Linked DNA regions of Mus musculus: region 1 is linked to region 2. The links are chromatin contacts, called in public Hi-C maps. All regions are on one chromosome and are shown on one strand. The core of a region is the stretch at or near the end of the contact, and the rest is flanking DNA. Distances in the headings are between cores, read along the strand shown.

Region 1 (5,212 bases), core at 1,537-4,036, 79 kb before region 2:
ATCATCCCCTGTCCTTCAGAAGAGCACCTGCTAACACAGTTCCAGCTACAAAGCAATGTCCGGTAACTGACTATGCAGAGAGCCACATATGTTAGATGAGTACAGGATGGCAATAGTATAAGGCGTTCTTATCTCCTATCTCAGAGCAGTCATCTACAGAGTCCCTTGATAACTGAATGGCAATGCAGTCATACCATTATGTCTTCCTGAAATCAGCTCCATGATGGCCATTGCTTAGACTATGGAATAGCTGGCTTTCCAGAAGTTCAATGTTAACATGGGGTTGTTATTGGAGAGTGCTGGAAACTTTAAGAGTGGAGCCTACTGGGGGTTCTTTTGTCATTGAAGGGTGTGCCTTGATTCTTTAGGACTCTTTCCAATCCCTGAAGAGGCCAACCAATCCTGGACCACAGTTTCCAAAACTAGGGTAGCATAAACCTTTCCTCTTTACAAGTAAACTTGGGTATTTGGTTGTAGCAATGGAAAGCTAGCACTTGCTCTGTTTTTCCACCAAAAGTGATATTTATATTAATTATCTTTCTATGTATATAGAAACAGTTTAATAATTAGAATGAAACAGACATAGAAGCACTTTAGAATGTGCTATGGTTTTTTAAATCACTGTTAATATTTTGTTCATCACTTATGAGAAAGTGAAAAACATTTCAACAAAGTATTTGAGTCTCTTGACAATCTAATTAGACATCCACACCACTGAAACATAATGTGACTATCCCAAGTACAGAAGTCAATTCAAAAACTCATTGCACTTTCAGTATCTTGGAGAGTTTCCAAGATAAAAACTCAAGGTTTGTTTATCCAAGGTAATTCAAATTATATGGTAAAAACTGATAACCTCTGGAGAAGGGGGTCCTATGGTGTTCATTTGTGTTTGTTTCAGAGATAGTGTCCTGAAATATGGCTCAAGTTAGCCTCAAGTTCTGAATTCTCCTACTAGTGTATACCACCAAATTATGCAGAATGGCTCTTTCTAAAATGATAACAGACATCATCATCTACTTCCTTGCCAACATCTGCTCTCTCTGAGGAAGAAAAAGAACTTACTGGTCCCATGTGACTTGCCACTTGCTAAATGCAGCAAGGTCTTGAGAGCTAAGCTCCACCTGAGTATAAAACTGTGAGCTCCATCACAGCAAAGTCTCCCCAGTGGCCAAGGCTATAAATGGAGATTTTTTAAATTTTTTTTTAGATTTATTTATTTTATGTATATGAGTACACTGTGGCTGTCAGACACACCAGAAGAGGGCATTGGATCCCATTACAGATGGTTGTGAGCCACTACGTAATTGCTAAAAATTGAACTCAGGACCTCTGGAAGAGCAGTCAGTGCTGTTCACTGGTGAGCTATCTGTCCAGCCCAGTATGGATGCTCTTTAATTCTTTTGCTCATACCCACTTTCTTCTACATTTCGTGATGGATATTGATTATCTGCATGATGAGAGTTAATATTTGTAAAAGCCTAATCACACTCCAACATTCATTTCTATCTCAGTAAGCAAAGCTGAAGTCATAAAATAGCGTTCAGTGCCCAGAATAAATCCGCCCTGGCTTCTTATCCCAGATTTAAAGACCTTCACTACCGACTATGAGTTAGGCTATAGCAACCTTGAACTTCTCATTTTCCACGAATGTATTTTCAGACTCCTCACTACTAAAAGGGATCAGATGAAACTAACTCTGTGATGGCCTGTTTTCCCCAATCTTAGAAGGGACGAAAGTGTGCCTGAGAAAGTTGCTGGCTTGCTAATTCAAATAGAATTTGACATAAAAGTCAATGAGGAAGTGCTCATATAGACTTTATTTTCAAAGATAGGGAGATAAGTGTCATTTACCAACATCATAAGCAAATAAAAAGAAAACAAAAAAGATGCAGACCAAAGGTACCTCTCACTGAACTCACTCGACACCTGTACTCGACACCTGTAAAGGCAGGTCTGTCTTTATGACCCACAGACTGTCCACCTAAAGCCCACTTAGCACACCACCGTGTGACTTCTGCCATGTACCAGCAGCTTATAAATTCACTGGTGTGCAGAGACTTCCTGGCCCTCAGCTGCCTGATGGTTCTGATTGAGGAGCAACAAGCCTGGCAGACTTTCCTGCAGGACCTGCTGGCTCACCGTGGCACTTTGATGTTAAATAGAGCTTGCTGGTGTCACCTCCTGAGCTTAAGTGAGTTAGCAGTGTTGGTGGCAGCAGGGCCACAGACGTATTTACACAGCCACCACTTGCAGACCTTTAACTCTGCCCCTGATTTTGAATCCATTTTCTGTCAACTTCTGAAAAGGCATGGAGAGGTAGGAAATACAAAGGCATGGTCATCAGAAGAAGCCATTATTGTATCTCTGCGGGGTGACAATAAAGCATAGCCCAGCATATATTTTCTGCCACCTAAAGCGTAAAGCAAAGCTGAAATCATGAGCTTCGACCCTTCACTGCATCACAGGCAAACACATGGGTACCAATATAATTTTTTAAAAAGTAAATACAGAAACCAGTGGCAGGGGAGCTGACTTAGCACTTTGAAAAAAAAATATTTTATTTATTTCCAGTCCAGTGGCTGCTGCCCTGTCATTCTGCCCTCTCACAGCTCCTCATCCCTTCCTCCTCAGGCTTGCCTGAGGGGTGCTCCCTTCCCACCAGGCCTCCCCTTTCTCTGCAGCCTCAAGTCTCTCAAGGACTAAGCACATCTTCTCCCACTGAGGCCTGATCAGGCCAACCTCTGCTACATATTTGCCAAGGGCCACAAACAAGCCCCTGTATGCTCCTGGTTGGTGGATCAGTCTCAGAGAGCTCCCTGGGGTCTAGGTTAGTCGAGACTGCTGGTCTCCCTATAGGGGTCTCCATTTCAGCTTCTTTAATCCTTCCCCTAATTCAACAATAGGGATCCGGGATTTCAGTCCAATGGTTGGGTGTAAGTGAGCCACTGGTAGGGTCTCTCATGAGGGCCATGTTAGGCTCCTGTATGTAAGTATGTCATAGCAATGGGCTCACAGGACACTTACTACAGAAACAAACCAAGCACTCAAGGAATGACCCAAAAGAGTAGACACTGTTCTGAGCGACACACGTTAGGTTAGAGGGCTTAGCTCATGGAATATGGGGATTTTCTTGAGGGAGCCTTTACATATTCATTCGGGAAAGCAATTCACTGAACACAGATCCCTGAGTATGCTTGGCTAAGCAGTACATTCCTGAGCGTGCTCAGCCTAGGGTCATAATGTAAAAAGGAAGGAAAGTGTATTTAGAGACATGTTTAACCCAAGGTCATTGAGCACTGATTTTAAGATTTAACAAGGTGAACAGGAATGACTCTGAATAAGGACAGCTTACAATATAACGTATTATGTGAATATTAAAAATGGACAGTTCACTTAAATATTAATTAGAAATTTGTTATGAATGATATATACCTTCTTTAGCAGCATATAAAACAGATAATAGAATCTTATCTGTGCCATTAAATGAAATTATTCTATTTGATATACACAAATAATAATTATGCCAAGCCCTCAGGATAGCATAGCTACAAAGAAACAGTATATAAATTCTTTGATACTTTTATGCTTCTACAACTCTGCCAAAAACACTGAGTTGCAGATAGATGCATTAATGTTTTGACAAAATCATCTAGGCAGGGCTGGAGAAGTCACACGGAAGTCAATAGCACCTTTTATTTTTTTCTAGAGAACCAATGTTCAATTCCCTGCACCCACATGATGGATCAAAACCAGCTGTAAAATCATTCCTGGGGTATCTGGTGCCCTCTGCTGGCCTCCATGGGAATTGCATGTGCATAATGTGCTGACATACAGGCAGGTAAAACCACCCCGAAATAGGATAAAATGAATTTTTTTGTTTTGTCTTTTTGTTTGTTTGTTTGTTTGTTTTCCGAGATAGGGTTTCTCTGTATAGCCCTGGCTATCCTGGAACTCACTTTGTAGACCAGGTTGGCCTCGAACTCAGAAATCCACCTGCCTCTGCCTCCCAAGTGCTGGGATTAAAGGCATGCGCCACCACTGCCCGGCGGATAAAATGAATATTAAAATAGCTTAGATAGACATTATCCTGTGTAAGACTTTTCTGATAGTGCATCTAAGAGGATTTCTTAGTCTTATATGATATTTGGGGGTAGACTCTTACTGAGAGTAATCAGCTCAGAAATACATAAATCATGGTCCTCCGCAGCAGAGCTAGTGCTCAACAGCACGCTTTCTTCTGACTACTGACAATCTGCAGCTTCCTGCTCTTAAACAAGAAAAGACTGAACAACTTAGAAAACAACTCAAGGGATTTTCCATACATAAGCCAGAGCATTTGGGATAAGTTGAGAATAAACAATATAGACAGACACAAGATTTCCTTTGAAACCCTGCCTGCCTCAAAAACAAAAGAGTTGAGAAGAGCTTTGCGCTGGAGAGGCTGAAGTCCAGTTGTTTTTTTCAAGCCTCAAGTATGTGAAACACTATGTCTGTTAATAAGGAAATGGTTCCATGAGTCAAGGTCTGAGCTCTCATGGCCTTGAAGCCAGGCCAAGCTGGGAAATTCTGGCACTTTGGATCAACTTTAGGAGCTTTAAAAACATGTTTTAGTTTTTGAATCACTGAGCTGTATTTTATTACAAAATCCCTAAGCGAGGGAGGTACATGCTCAGACATCCCTGAGCAAGGCGCCAATTGTTTACTCTCTGTTCTTGAATGTGTCCATCCAACAAAATTAAGACATCAAGTCCATGTGGTATGATCCATTCAAAACTTTATTAGCAGAAAACACAAACACTGTCGGTCACAAGAGGGGCCGCCTCCGACCACTTCTTCACAGGTGGAGTCCAGGAAGCTCAAATCTAATTGAATGAGGGCTCACAAAGGGAGTTTGCTTCTAATAAACCTTCCCCCTCAGATCCCCAGCACCAGGGCTTGAACAAACAGCAAGTAAATAAAACTATCACTGAAGTGTGTCTAATTGCCTCTATCCCAACACATACATAACTCCGCCCTACTGGAACAGCCCCATAAAGGATAAGTTATGACAAGCTTTTAAACACACTGGCAAACTGTCCCTCAATTCACAGTGAGGCAGCATTAGTTTAGCTCCAGGGACTCTGCTAGCCTGCAGAGTGTCTTTGTGTAAATTAGAATCAGATGTCCTCTGGGTGGGATTTTTACATGCATTGTTGGGACTGCTCCTAGG
Region 2 (4,975 bases), core at 1,546-4,045:
CATCTGGAATAACAAAAAACCGAGGATAGCAAAAACTCTTCTCAAGGATAAAAGAACCTCTGGTGGAATCACCATGCCTGACCTAAAGCTTTACTACAGAGCAATTGTGATAAAAACTGCATGGTACTGGTATAGAGACAGACAAGTGGACCAATGGAATAGAATTGAAGACCCAGAAATGAACCCACACACCTATGGTCACTTGATCTTCGACAAGGGAGCCAAAACCATCCAGTGGAAGAAAGACAGCATTTTCAACAATTGGTGCTGGCACAACTGGTTGTTATCATGTAGAAGAATGCGAATCGATCCATACTTATCTCCTTGTACTAAGGTCAAATCTAAGGGGATCAAGGAACTTCACATAAAACCAGAGACACTGAAACTTATAGAGGAGAAAGTGGGGAAAAGCCTTGAAGATATGGGCACAGGGGAAAAATTCCTGAACAGAACAGCAATGGCTTGTGCTGTAAGATCGAGAATTGACAAATGGGACCTAATGAAACTCCAAAGTTTCTGCAAGGCAAAAGACACTGTCTATAAGACAAAAAGACCACCAACAGACTGGGAAAGGATCTTTACCTATCCTAAATCAGATAGGGGACTAATATCCAACATATATAAAGAACTCAAGAAGGTGGACCTCAGAAAATCAAATAACCCCCTTAAAAAATGGGGCTCAGAACTGAACAAAGAATTCTCACCTGAGGAATATCGAATGGCAGAGAAGCACCTGAAAAAATGTTCAACATCCTTAATCATCAGGGAAATGCAAATCAAAACAACCCTGAGATTCCACCTCACACCAGTGAGAATGGCTAAGATCAAAAATTCAGGTGACAGCAGATGCTGGCGAGGATGTGGAGAAAGAGGAACACTCCTCCATTGTTGGTGGGATTGCAGGCTTGTACAACCACTCTGGAAATCAGTCTGGCGGTTCCTCAGAAAATTGGACATAGTACTACCGGAGGATCCAGCAATACCTCTCCTGGGCATATATCCAGAAGAAGCCCCAACTGGTAAGAAGGACACATGCTCCACTATGTTCATAGCAGCCTTATTTATAATAGCCAGAAACTGGAAAGAACCCAGATGCCCCTCAACAGAGGAATGGATACAGAAAATGTGGTACATCTACACAATGGAGTACTACTCAGCTATTAAAAAGAATGAATTTATGAAATTCCTAGCCAAATGGATGGACCTGGAGAGCATCATCCTGAGTGAGGTAACACAATCACAAAGGAACTCACACAATATGTACTCACTGATAAGTGGATACTAGCCCAAAACCTAGGATACCCACGATATAAGATACAATTTCCTAAACACATGAAACTCAAGAAAAATGAAGACTGAAGTGTGGACACTAGGCCCCTCCTTAGAAGTGGGAACAAAACACCCATGGAAGGAGTTACAGAAACAAAGTATGGAGCTGAGATGAAAGGATGGACCATGTAGAGACTGCCATATCCAGGGATCCACCCCATAATCAGCTTCCAAATGCTGACACCATTGCATACACTAGCAAGATTTTACTGAAAGGACCCAGATGTAGCTGTCTCTTGTGAGACTATGCCGGGGCCTAGCAAACACAGAAGTGGATGCTCACAGTCAGCTAATGGATGGATCACAGGGCTCCCAATGGAGGAGCTAGAGAAAGTACCCAAGGAGCTAAAGGGATCTTCAACCCTATAGGTGGAACAACATTATGAACTAACCAGTACCCCTGAGCTCTTGACTCTAGCTGCATATGTATCAAAAGATGGCCTAGTCGGCCATCACTGGAAAGAGAGGCCCATTGGACACGCAGACTTTGTGTGCCCCGGTACAGGGGAACGCCAGGGCCAAAGGGGGGGAGTGGGTGGGTAGGGGAGTGGGGGTGGGTGGGTAAGGGGGACTTTTGGTATAGCATTGGAAATGTAAATGAGCTAAATACCTAATAAAAAATGGAAAAAAAAAAAAAAAAAAAAAAAAAAAAAGAAGTTAATGTTTTATCCAAAATGTCAATGAGAAAATAAATGGTTTTATGCTAGCGAGTTTTTTGGGGTTTTTGTTTGTTTGTTTTTCACCAGGTTAAATATTGAGAGTCTAAGATGAGTAAGAATGGGCTAAATAGGAAGAAGAGGCTTGAGCTTCTGGCTTATATGAAAGCATGTGATAAAACAGGTTCCTCAGACAAACAACGATAAATGACCCATCAAGTTCAGCTACAGGCTGAAGGATCACTCTAAACCAAGGCACATTTATATTCTATGTTAACACTTTTGCATGCCCTATGAAACAACACTCATTAATATTGCATGGTGTTGTTTTGGTCTTTGCAAAGGTTTACACAGGTAAAATAGTACCAATAATTTATGAAAACAGATGTAACCCCCTTATGGTAATCCATAAATATTATGGAACCATCAGAACCTGGTCTGCACCTTGTTCCTTTCACTTTACTTTCTTTTCAACTCACTCCTTCTTGTACACCCCAATACACACATGCATACACCACACACACTACACACACACACACACACACACTCACCCACCCTCTAACCAGCAAAACACACACACATACTCACACAGATACACAGACACTCACCCACCCTCTCATAACACACACACACACACTCACCCTCTAACCAGCCACACACACACACATACTCACACAGATACACACACTCACCCACCCTCTCACAAGACACATACACACACACACACACACATACACACACACACACACACACCACAAATGCACATACTCATTTACAGAGGACACCAAGCAATGACCTAATTGTTAAACAAAACTATCTTATACTCCTGGCAAACAGCCTCCAGATGAGAAGGGTTTGTGGTTTTAACTGTTACTTTAGCTTTTAATCTGAAACTTGAATAACCATGAGACTTTTCTTGTTTTTTAAACTTCAAGCTACTCTGGAATGTATTACTGGGTAGCACATTACAGAGAGTGACAATCTGTCCTTTCAGTCTTCAGACAATTTCATAAAATGATTATTGACAAAAAACTTCAACTCACCGTGAAGGGAACAGTAACTCCTTTGTAAATGTTACAGTTTCTTAGTGAGAAAGACTTCTAAAGTTTCACTAAAGATTATTTTCTTGATGCTTAGGTTCCCTGAGTATTAGAAACTTAAAAATAATTTTCCACATTTTCTGCTTTCCTGCTATGTACCAGTAATTGTGTTATTCACTATAAAAGTCCATCTTCACAACTGTCATAAAATAATTAATGTGTAAAAAATAGTAAGACTAATTATCATTGACCAGTGAAGAAAAACATCACCTTTTTCATATTACAGTTTGAATTCTTAAAGTCACTACTGCATTTCTTTCTAGGTACTAATCTGACTGGAAGAAGGAAAGAAATCATCTTCTATATCCTTTTTCAAAACCCTCCATTCTTCTTCATGATGTCCCAGTGGCTTTGTAGGCCGGAGTTAAGTGATAAAATCCAGAGTTCACTCATTTTTCCACAGCCCCTTCTGGAAATACTCTTTCCAATAAACTCTATTATACTTACGAGATTTCCTGTATTGAATGACTTTGGGTTACATCAAACATGATACTATCTAAGTCTTAATTAAATTTCTGTTATCTATCATGCCTGTTCTCAGTATTCACAATCAAAGATCTTCTTAAAGTCAAGTTGCATTTGGGGAGCACTGTGATTATGTTCAATACAGCAGTCAGAACCCTGCTTCCTGTGCTTGGAGCACATCCGCATGCCCCAGTCTGATTCCCCACCACAGGCTGCTTCCTCAGAACCTATGGACAGGCTCAAAACCCCCTGTTCTCTATATGCCCATCCACTCACGTCTACATTATTATTTTCCGATAGATGTTTCAAAATAGCTGAACAAATTCTTCCTTATGTACTCTCCCATGGCCTGGCACTATTACCCCTTACCTCCCTCCCGGATCGCTCCATCTTTGCCAAAAAAATGAGGACTTTTTTGTCTGCCCAAGAACCCCTACAAATCTGTGTCCCCTAGATCTTCTTGTTCCTGGATTCCTTCCTCACACTACCTCTCCAAGACCATTTTTCCTGGACTTCAACCTCTCTCCTACTCACTGTCTATTCCTGTTTGCTGCTGGTCTCTGTTAGCCATAATCCATTGTGACTCTGATTCATGAACTCAATGATACCTTCTGCTGAGCTGACTCTGGAAGCTCCAGTGGAAAGACTGTTCTGTAAATGTCTGAATACTGAATTCTCAGGTGGAGTCATTGCCTAGTCTCTAAATCACATGGGAGCTAGGTGAATGCCCTCATCTGAGCCTTGGTCACCATCGTCACAATGTAAAAGTCTGTAATTCACTCTGTCCCCAAGTCCTCTCTCCTCACTGCTTCCACACCATGGTCCATTCAGAGCTAGTCACTCAACCAAAAATTTTGCCACAGGTTAGCTGTCACATTCAGGACAGCTTTCAGCATCAGGCAAGTACAACCTTCCTACTGTACTAGCCACTAGCCGTCTGCCCGACAACCTCCTCAATGGCCCCCCAAACCAAGAGCATTTTCCTACACAATATACACTGTGTTCTCCTCTGTTCTGAAGGGTTTTTTTTTACTGTTTCTTCACTATTCAGTTTCACTCGCTCTTCTAAACCAGACCAAGCCACCCCTCTTTCTAGATGAAACTTCCCCAAATTTCTTCCCCCTGATTCCCACATGCCCTTTTCTAATGTCTTAACATGGCCTTCTCCTCATACACATGCAAACACATTTAAACTCTCATAGGGAAATGATATACACTCCCCCAGTGTCAAAACAAGTTAGTGACTTCCTACAATTCTGTCTAAAACTAGGAACCCTCTCCAGAATGTCTTTTCTCTGACAGTTGGATCTTTATACTATACACCTCTTTATTATAATCGAAAGCCTCAAACAGGAAAACCATAAGTGAGCACTGTGCCTTCACATGATATATTTTCTCTGTCCCCTTTCTATTCTTCTACATTTA

The links. A called contact is a pair of places that touch in the nucleus more often than the background predicts.
Region 1: a Hi-C map of the G1E-ER4 cell line shows a contact between it and region 2, with 2.1 times the contacts expected there. The contact joins two enhancer-like sites. A contact is called at or near these places in 1 of 15 datasets of contacts at CTCF or cohesin (the NIH/3T3 cell line) and 26 of 484 Hi-C or Micro-C datasets (the G1E-ER4 cell line, the Patski cell line, adipose-derived mesenchymal stem cells and 13 more).

Annotation. Positions count from the first base shown.
Region 1 is chr2:16,450,840-16,456,051 of GRCm38.p6, reverse strand. All of the region lies in intron 1 of Plxdc2 (plexin domain containing 2), which reads right to left. Among named protein-coding and RNA genes, the nearest start is that of Plxdc2, 97 kb to the right of the region's middle. Within about 2 kb of position 2,786, at least 9 of the 459 cell types and tissues checked have an H3K27ac peak or open chromatin away from gene starts, as enhancers often do. A contact at or near this core is called in the G1E-ER4 cell line, where this site is marked.
Region 2 is chr2:16,372,226-16,377,200 of GRCm38.p6, reverse strand. The region is part of intron 1 of Plxdc2 (plexin domain containing 2); the gene reads right to left. Among named protein-coding and RNA genes, the nearest start is that of Plxdc2, 18 kb to the right of the region's middle. Within about 2 kb of position 2,795, at least 18 of the 459 cell types and tissues checked have an H3K27ac peak or open chromatin away from gene starts, as enhancers often do. A contact at or near this core is called in the G1E-ER4 cell line, where this site is marked.